2 separate regions of the Mus musculus genome follow, and region 1 is linked to region 2. Evidence: chromatin contacts called from public promoter capture Hi-C data. All regions are on one chromosome and are shown on one strand. Each heading gives the region's core, a stretch centred on a gene start, on an enhancer-like site or on the middle of the called end of the contact. The rest is flanking DNA. Distances are from core to core; before and after follow the strand shown.

Evidence for each region. Promoter capture Hi-C pulls out the DNA fragments that hold promoters and counts their contacts.
Region 1: a contact with region 2 is called in a promoter capture Hi-C map of hematopoietic stem and progenitor cells. The contact joins the enhancer-like site here to the promoter of Eps8l1 in region 2. A contact is called at or near these places in 19 of 39 promoter capture datasets (the 3T3-L1 cell line, 3T3-L1-derived adipocytes, the C10 cell line and 13 more), 1 of 15 datasets of contacts at CTCF or cohesin (embryonic stem cells), 6 of 484 Hi-C or Micro-C datasets (Sertoli cells, cerebellum, cortical neurons and 3 more), 11 of 115 datasets of contacts at active chromatin or transcription factors (bone marrow-derived macrophages, craniofacial prominence, embryonic fibroblasts and 6 more) and 4 of 9 other capture datasets (adipose tissue, embryonic stem cells, liver and 1 more).

What each region holds. Positions count from the first base shown.
Region 1 is chr7:4,088,261-4,093,020 of GRCm38.p6, forward strand. The region is part of intron 6 of 9430041J12Rik (RIKEN cDNA 9430041J12 gene); the gene reads right to left. Among named protein-coding and RNA genes, the nearest start is that of Gm23741, 11 kb to the right of the region's middle. Within about 2 kb of position 3,136, at least 40 of the 459 cell types and tissues checked have an H3K27ac peak or open chromatin away from gene starts, as enhancers often do. A contact at or near this core is called in the HPC-7 cell line and hematopoietic stem and progenitor cells, where this site is marked.
Region 2 is chr7:4,457,594-4,461,980 of GRCm38.p6, forward strand. Eps8l1 (EPS8-like 1) reads left to right here and starts at 3,104. Exons shown (of 20, transcript NM_001374622.1): 1 at 3,104-3,431. The coding sequence starts at 3,286. It also overlaps a transcript of Rdh13 not described here.

The sequences.
Region 1 (4,760 bases), core at 1,886-4,385, 370 kb before region 2:
AGCGGAGTAATTATAGACACTAGATCTGCTGGGTGATTACCATGCAGTCGTGGAGTCCAAAGCAATAATAGCATGGTTCCAAACCCAGGCAGTAGGCAATAACTAGAGACATGATCACAACTCAGAGGCAGAGGGATGTTCCTGAAACATCAAGCCTCAAGAGGCCGAGGAGAGCTCCGCCACCCTCAGAAGTCCCCAAAAGTTGAATGACTCCCCCCGCCCTTTTTATTTGGTTCTTAGAATTAAACCTAGCTCTTTACATATGATATCAAGGACTCTACCACTGAGCCATGCCCCTATATTCTCACTGATGGATTCTAGGCAGGGGCTCTACCACTGAGCCACACCTTTTATTTCCCTTCCCCATTCAGCACAAGTCTTTTCCTCATATTCATGTTCTTTTGCTTTGTTTTGTGGCCCACTAAGTTTAATTAGGGCCATCTGTGGGACCATGAGTTTAAAACTATTCATTGGAGCCTGACAGACTCACCAGTGGGTGCAAAACTAAAGGCAATGATACACCTAACCCGCCAATCTGTCAGTATCCAGTAGTTCAGCACAGAAAGGTGGAACATCACAAGCAACTGCTCTATCCATAACTGACTGATAACTGGCCCAATCTTGTGCAAGGCCCAGTGCAGGTGACCACAACTGTTGGGAGATCATGATTACAACGGCTGGGTCCTGCTAGGGAGAAAGCATTTCACAGCTATCTTCTCCCTATCTTCTAGCTCTTACATTCTTCCTACCCCCTTTTCTTCAATGTTCCCCAGGCTACAAGGGGAACAATGTGAATATCCTATTTTAGGGCTGCACACTCAACAGTCACGTCGAACAGCCATGAGTCTCTGCATTCACTGCCATTCACTGCAAAGAAAAGCTTCTCTGACTCAGGCTTAGAGCAGGAGTTTTGGTGCTAGGAGATAGCTTGGTGCCATGACAATTTAGCTTTAAAAAAAAATGGAGCTCTTTCATTTTTATTGCCAGATAGTATTCTATTATGTGCCACAGTTTAGCCATTTGCCCACTGAAAAACAGCATGGCTGTTTCAAAAAACTCTCATCAAGAACCTATAATTAGAAAGGTCATAGGCCATAGTGGAGAACCTACTACTATTAGTCTGCTAAATGGATATAGTATTAAACAGATATATTATATTATATTATATTATATTATATTATATTATATTATGACTTATCATTATATCCATAGATTAGTGCATCTCTCAACCCTCAGAGAAGCTTCTTTCTCTAGAAGATGGGGTCATGGAGACCCACAACTTGTCAAAGTTCAGAGAAGAAGAGACTATGGCGTGCTCAGCCCTAAGATGGGGCAGAAAGATTTTAAGAGCCAGATGAGGTGGATGACCACAAGGAAACAGTGTTTTCCAAATCAACAGGACAGATGCACGTATGAACTCAGTGCTTGTTACAGCATGCACAAGACCGGTACAAACTCAAGTCGGATAAGATCCCAGCATGGGGCAGGAAGGTGAGCACAAAAATCCCAGCCCCAGCCAAGGATCTATTGACAATTGATAGCTGCTGAGAGAAGGAGAGTCAATGTTCTTCAAGGGTGTGGTCCCCTGTAGGCTGACTTCACATCAGTAGATAGCCACATAGCCAAGAGTATAGGGATGGCACCAATGGGACTCAGTGGGTTTTTAAAACAGAAATGAGGACACCAAGATGGGTGACAGTAGAGGAGGGTGCATCTGGCCTTCCCAGTGAACTCTCATTATTTCACTTGGCTAAGGGTCATTTTGTTCAACTGAGATGGAAGTCATGAAGCAGCTCTTTTAGCATCGGGTCCCTCTGATGTCCTTAATCAGGACACCTCTCAGCAGCACTCGGCGGCTGGAGAAAGGAACTCTCTGAGGCTCTCTGAATGCTCAGTAGTAGGGGCTTATAGCTATGCCTTCTCTGACTTCTGCAAGCCTGCTGAGTGCTTCTCTGACTTCTGCAAGCCTGCTGAGTGTGCCAGGGTCTGGCATCCATAGATGTCTTGTGCTCTTTGTGTTACTAACCCAACTCACTTTACGAACTATAGAGACAATAACTAAGCAATGCAATCATTAACAGGTTTTACTGTGGCCCACACTATATGAACATGAATGACGGAATGCAGAAAAGGGGTGTGCTAGTTAGTTAGTTGTTGTTATAAAATGCCCTGACAAAAGCAAATTAAGGAAGAAAGGGGTTTATTTTGACTTAGGATTCCTGAGGAATCAAGTCCCTCATATCAGGAAAACAATGGAAACATGTAAGGCTAGATAGGGTAGCAAGAGTAGAAAGTGAGCTAGTCACATTTTCATCTGCACACAGGAGGCAGACAGACATACAGACTGAGACAGAAACAGGCAGTCACTGAGAGAGAGGAAGAGACAGAGACAGAGAGAAAGTGAGAGAGTGACAGAGGGAGACAGACAGAGAAACAGAGACAGACAGAGACAGAGAGCTAGAGAGACAGAGACAGAGAGAGATCAGGAAGTGGGATGAGGCTATAAACCCTCAAAGCCCATCCATGGTGATATACTTCCTCCAGCAATGTTCTACTTCCTGAAGGTTCCATAACCTTTTCAAAGAGTACCACCAATTGGGGGTAAATGTTCAAATGTTCAACTACATGAGGCTATGTGGCAGGGAGCGTTTGTTTTTGTTTTGTTTTGTTTTTTTCATTCAAACCACAGCCAGGGAAGTCTCCCAGCCTTCTCTGTGAATAGTGAGAGAAACCCTGCTTATAGCCAGTCGAGACTACACACTAGCTGTCACCGGTTGGTACTGTTCCTTCCCAACCAGAGTAACACAGCTGTGAAGGGACGGACAGGAGTGGTCACTGATAAAGTTATCTGGAGCAGTTACTGGCAAGATCATCTAAGGGCTCTCTAAAGCTGTCAAGGCTTAAGGAAAGTTACTCAAATCAGAGATGCTGTTGGCATGGCAGTCACAATGATAATTGTGGTCCCAACAGTAGAAACAAAGTACCTTGGGGAGCCTGTCAGATTTGACGTCTGTCCCAGGTGTCAGTGGCTCGATCGATCCCTGGCTCTCTTAGCAGCCGCAGGGTATTTAAAGCACTCACCACAGTTAGAATAATGGCTGAGGAAGCAGATGCTTGATTAGCAGCTCACATGATGCCCCCAGGGAGTGGCTATCTACTCCAGTGAGCCTTCAGACACAGCAGCGGTGTCACCCACAGACCTGCTAGATGCTTAACTTGGTAACTAAGCTCATGATTCGGATCCAGATTTGTCACTGTCCTCCCTGGGGTAGTCGCCCGTTCTGCTCCCAGGAACCTCCTGATAGAATTTAGGCAAAGGGGAAACGTCTAGACAGCTTTCAGTCAAGCAACTAAATTGCTGGTACCTGGGGGGAAACATTGTGGTAGGCCGGCTGAAAGATCTGATATGGAAGTAATTAGTCATCTTCAGTGAACTTTATCTAAGAACATTTAACCCCCATCCAGTATCCTAGGGAGGGCTAAATTCTTCATATCCGGCTTAATTCCTGACATTTCTTTTTTCCCTTGCTCCTCAATCAGCTGTGCCCTGTGCTCAGAAATGATGGATGCAAAAATAAAGCTTCCTAATTCAGCTCCTGGTGCAAAGAAAAAGCATTTTTCTTTCTTTCTTTCTTTTTTCATTTTAATATTTTTATGTAAGGTCTCATTATATAGCTCTGATGGTCTAAAAATTCACTATGTAGAACAGACTGTCCTCATACACAGAGATCTTCCAGCCTCTGTCCAGCCACTATTTTACCTGGCTCTATTTTTTAAGATTTAGGTGTATTTAGTTTGTGTGTTTGTGTGTGTGTGTGTGTGTGTGTGTGTGTGTATGCCACACTTGTGGAGGTAAAAATACAACTGGTGAGAGTTCTCTACTAGCCATGTGGATCTAAATGCCAAACATACTTTCCCACTGTGGTAATTCTAGTGAGAAGTGAGAATAGCCCCCACAGGCTTATAGGTTTGACTGCTTGGTGCCCAGTTAGAACTGTTTGGAAAGGACTAGGATGTGTTGTCTTGTTACTGAGGTGTGATGTGGGAGGGGCTTTGGAGCTTCAAAGGCCCACACCTGCCCAGCGATTCTCTCTTTGTCTGCTGCCCATGGATCAGGATGTTCTCAGCTACGTTTCCAGAGTAGGTCTGTGTGGTGGTTGGAATAGGTATGGCCCCCTTAAGCTCACGTGTTTGAATTCTTGGCCAAGCTTAGAGAGAGGCACTATTAGGAGTTGTGGCTTTGTTGGAGTAGGCATGATCTGGTTGGAGGAAGAGTGTCCCTGTGGGGGTGGCCTTTTATATCTTGTGCCCAGTGTGGCACACAATCTCTTCTTCTGTCTTCAGCTCAAGAGGTACTCTTGAGAGTACCTCTCAGCTCTTTCTCCAGCACTATGCCTGCCTGCACTCTGCCATGTTTCCCACCATGAAGATAATGGACTAATCCTCTGAACCTGTAAGCCAGCCCCAATTAAATGTTTTCCTTTATAAGAGTTGCCATGGGCCAGGATGGGTGAAGAAGGTTAAGGGAAGAGAGAAATAAGAAATTAGTGCTAACAGTTTTAAGTTTTCCTTCTTGGATGATTAAAATATCCAGATGTTGATTGTGGCAAAAGCTGCCCAATTCTGTGAACGTAGTAAGAGCAGTTGGCTTGTGTTCTTTAAATTAGATAACTGGGAGCCAGAAAGATGGCTCAGCAGTCAAGAGCACTTACTACTCTTGAAGAGGACCCAGAGTGTGTACTCATTATACACAACATCTG
Region 2 (4,387 bases), core at 1,854-4,353:
TGAGGAACTGGCAAGAACTCACAGCAGCTTTGACATTGAGTAACAATGTCACGGGCTTCTTTTCTTGTCAAGGAGAAACGACTGCGTAATGTTTCAGCCGTCACATGAAAATTGTTATGAAAATTTCTTGCAGCCTCTACCGGGGATGATAGGGCAGCAGCCACCACTTTAGTGGCCTTATCTGCCAAATCATTTCCCAGAGCCATGGGGCCAGGTAGGCCTGAATGGGCTCTAACATGAGTAATATAAACAGGAGATCTTCTAGATAACAAAACTAATTGTATCTGCTGAAAAATATTGGCAACTCTACTGGAAGGCTTAATCACTCCAGCCACTTCTAAAAGATTTACTGCATTAACCACATAATAGGAATCTGACACAATATTAAGGGGTTTTAAAAAGGTTTTTAAAACTTCTAAGACCACTAAACATTCTACCACTTGAGGTGAATTTTCATTATATTGTTTGGATACCACTTTACCATTAGCCACATAGGCACCTATGCCAGTTTTTGATCCATCAGTATATACCACAATCCCATTTTTAAGTGGGTTTCTTACTGTTATTTGTGGAAACACAACAGATTGATTTTGGGCAAACTGTAAGATTGGATGTTTTGGATAATGGTTATCTATTTTTCCTGAAAAGGAGGTAACTAAAACTGCCCAATCATTAGATGCGGCTGCCAAGGTTTGAACCTGTGCAGCGGTATAAGGTACAATTAAAAGATATGGACTTTGCCCAAAGTGGGTGATTGCTGCTTTTAGGCCTTTAAGGGCAAGCTGTGCAATTGCATCAGGATACCAATCTATTATTTTAGCTGGGGATACGTTTGGATGGATCCACAACAATGGCCCATTCTGCCACAAAACTGCAGTTGGCAATTGTGCTGTCTTAAAGACACACAAACTGAAAGGCTGCGAATCCTCAATACGTTGTAATTGTGCATTCTGTAAGGCCTTTTCCACTTTTTGTAAGGCCTGGTTAGCAGCTAGAGTAAGAGTCCTAGGGGAGGAGATATGAGGATCTCCTTCTAAAATACTAAACAAAGGCCTTAACTCAGCGGAAGGAATCTTTAAAAAAGGTCTGAGCCAATTAATATCTCCCAACAGCTTTTGAAAATCATTTAAGGTATGGAGGTGATCTCTTCTTATCTCTACCTTTTGGGGCACAATCTTATCTGGGGACACCACAGAGCCCAAGAATTGTCCTGTATCAGAAATTTGGACCTTTTCTGTGGCTATCTGTAAACCCCACTGACTTAAAGTTTTAAGTAGAAAAGGATATGCCTTTTGTAGCATGGTAAGGTCTTTATGGCACAGGAGGATGTCATCCATGTAAAGGAGCAAAATTAAAGAGGGGAATTGTTCCCTCACTGGCAAAAGAGCTTCTTGTACATAAAGTTGACACATAGTAGGACTATTGGACATTCCCTGTGGTAAGACCTTCCATTGATACCTCTTATCAGGTTTAGCAGAATAAGCTCTCTGACCCGTTAACAAGTCAAAAGTCCAATCTCTCTGCTCTGGAGTTAAAGCAGCAGCGTTTGCTCGGGCCTGCGCCTGTGCCGCCTCCTGCCACAGAGCTCGCCATTCCACATATTTGGCCATACTAGGGAGAGCGGCTTTTGCAATCATTTGCCAGTCGGCAGGAGTCAGTGCCACGCCGGCAAGCCTGTCCAACTGCACCAAGGCAAAATTAGCATTGATTCCATATTTAATCTGCACATATTCTACCGGAGCGTGGACACGCCCACCCTCGGCTCCTTCAAAGACTGGAAATGCCTGTTGTATTTTTCTTTGTTCCTCTCGGGGAATGAATGAGTCTGCGCACTGCCTCTCTGCGCATTGCTGACGCACTACGGGCTGACGCACTACGCAGGGCGGGGACTCCGCATAGGGCGGGAGTGCACCTGGTAGCCGATTGCCCTGAGGCCAATTAGCAAACTGGCCTTCGCCAGCCGCTTTTGGCTTTTTCCTTAAATGACTAGTTAGCACTTTACTTGGCGGCTGGTATCCTTTTCTTTCATAATGAGCCGCTTTTTTCTCCCAGTCTGTTTCCTCAGAGGAGGATTCTTCACTTGCTTCAGAGTTACTAAGAGCTGGCTTCCTGAGCTCATCTAGTGACGAGTATCTCCTAGAGACCTCCGCTAATTGATCTTTTTTCTTTTCTTTTTTCTTTTTCTTCCTTCTAATCTCTCCCCAGGTATTCCTACCTGACCTTAACTTTTCCTCGGGTTCAAGACCCTTGGAAAGGCCTGTATACTTACCGTTTCTCCTTGCTCCTACTCTCTCTCCCCGCTTTACTTCTGATAGACTGTCCTGAATTTCCTCTAGAATTTTCAGCCCTATCTTAAGCACTATATAACATGTGAAAAGGAACAAAAGGGCTCCTAACACCAGAAAAAATTCAAGGCCAAACCTAACTTGTAAAGCCATTTTCCACTTTACTTCTGATAGACTGTCTTGAATTTCCTTAGAAAGTTCAAGATCAGACTTACCTCGTTCCCCAGCTGAAAAGTTCTGAATTCATACAGTTGAATCCTTCTTAACAGTCTGCTTTACGGGAACCTTTATCACCGTCGTTCCCCAGCTGATGAGTTCTGAATTCGGCAGTTGAATCCTTCTCAACAGTCTGTGTTACGGGAACCTTATAACCTTGATTCGCAGTTCTGGTTCTGGAATGAAGTATCCCTCCTGCGCCAGTCCGGAGTTTTTTCTCGTCCCGGATTTTCTCGTCCCGGAATTCGGCACCAATTGTTATTCGACGCGTTCTCACGACCGGCCAGGAAGAACACAACAACCAGAATCTTCTACGGCAAAGCTTTATTGCTTACATCTTATGGGGCCAGAGCGTAAGAAGCAAGAGAGAGCGAAGCAAGAGAGAGAGAAAACGAAACCCCTTTCCTCTTTAAAGAGAACAACAATTGCCTCGGACGCATCACTCCCTGATTGGCTGCAGCCCATGGCCGAGCTGACGTTCACGGGAAAAACAGAGTACAAGTAGTCGTAAATACCCTTGGCTCATGCGCAGATTATTTGTTTACCAACTTAGAACACAGGATGTCAGCGCCATCTTGTGACGGCGAATGTGGGGGCGGCTTCCCACACCCACCCTCCCTGATAACCAGCCACAGTCCCCCTTAACTGTGAGCTTGATTTTTCTCCCCTGGAAGGATTTCCTCGTTGGAGGGGTATGAGTTCGGAGTCGGGAGGGTAGAGATAAGAAAGGTGACAAGGGTCAGTACATCAAGGCCCTACATTTGATACTTCAGAAGGACTCTCAATGCAAAAGAGGAAAATTCCACCTCCTGAACTACAGCGAGCCAGGGCGGACACAGGGTGGGGAATTATCAGCTTCGCTGGAGGCCCAGCATGGCTGAATGAGCAGGCATGGGGCTGGAAAGACTTCTTCAGGGAGAGAGTCCTCAGGTGAGTTTCGTCCACCCTGTGAGGCTGAGTCAGGATAGCCACAGGTGGGAGCCTCGCTTGACTTTGGGAGCCAAAGCTACAGTTAAGAGAGAGGGAGGGAGGGAGGGGTTTTCCTCTGCTGCCAAGAAAGGAGGAAAAACCTCTGCTCTGGAATGAGGGTGGAGAGTCAGGTTTCAGGGTTACCTGTACTGCACACAACCAGAAGTAGCAGCAGAAGGACCGGAGAGTAGGGTGGACAGTGGGTGGGACTCCTCCTTGTTCTCTCTTCAAAGAGAAGAAAGGTTCAGACCTCCTCCCTCAGACTCAGAAGTCCAGCCCCAGCCCTCCTCCCTCAGACCTGAGAGTCCAGACCTCAGCCCTCCTCCCTCAGAGTCCACAATCCATTCCTCCTCTCTCAGACCCAGGAGTCCAGCCCACAACCCTCCTCTCTCAGACCCAGGAGTCCAGCCCACAACCCTCCTCTCTCAGACCCAGGAGTTTGCCCCCAGCCCCCTTTTTCATATCCAGAAGCCTGCCTCTCTCAGACTCATAAGAGGCTCTGAACTCCAGCCCTCCTCCCTCAGACCCTGAAATCAGGCTCCTGAGGTCACAACCAATAACTTTCTCAGACAACTTTTCTCCCTATACATAACGAAGGGGCCTCGGCTCAGCCAGACCCTTTGTGATTGTGTCTCGGGTTGGGTTCCTGAGTCCTCCTGTGTTGGCTTCACACTCTGAGCCTGGGTTGTTTCTCCAGCCATGTGGTTCATGATCATCTATACCTTCCTTCAAACTCTTGTACATACACAATAGCTCAGAAAGAAACATTGTGACATGGTAAGAACATTAGCAGGAGCCAAAAAACCAAAAAACAGTATGGATGGCCTATCCCTGTTTGTAGCATAAGTGTGAGGCCCTTATTGCTGGGTATGTGGTCTTCCCTGAGACCCCAGGTCCCCTCCTCCCTGCCATCATCC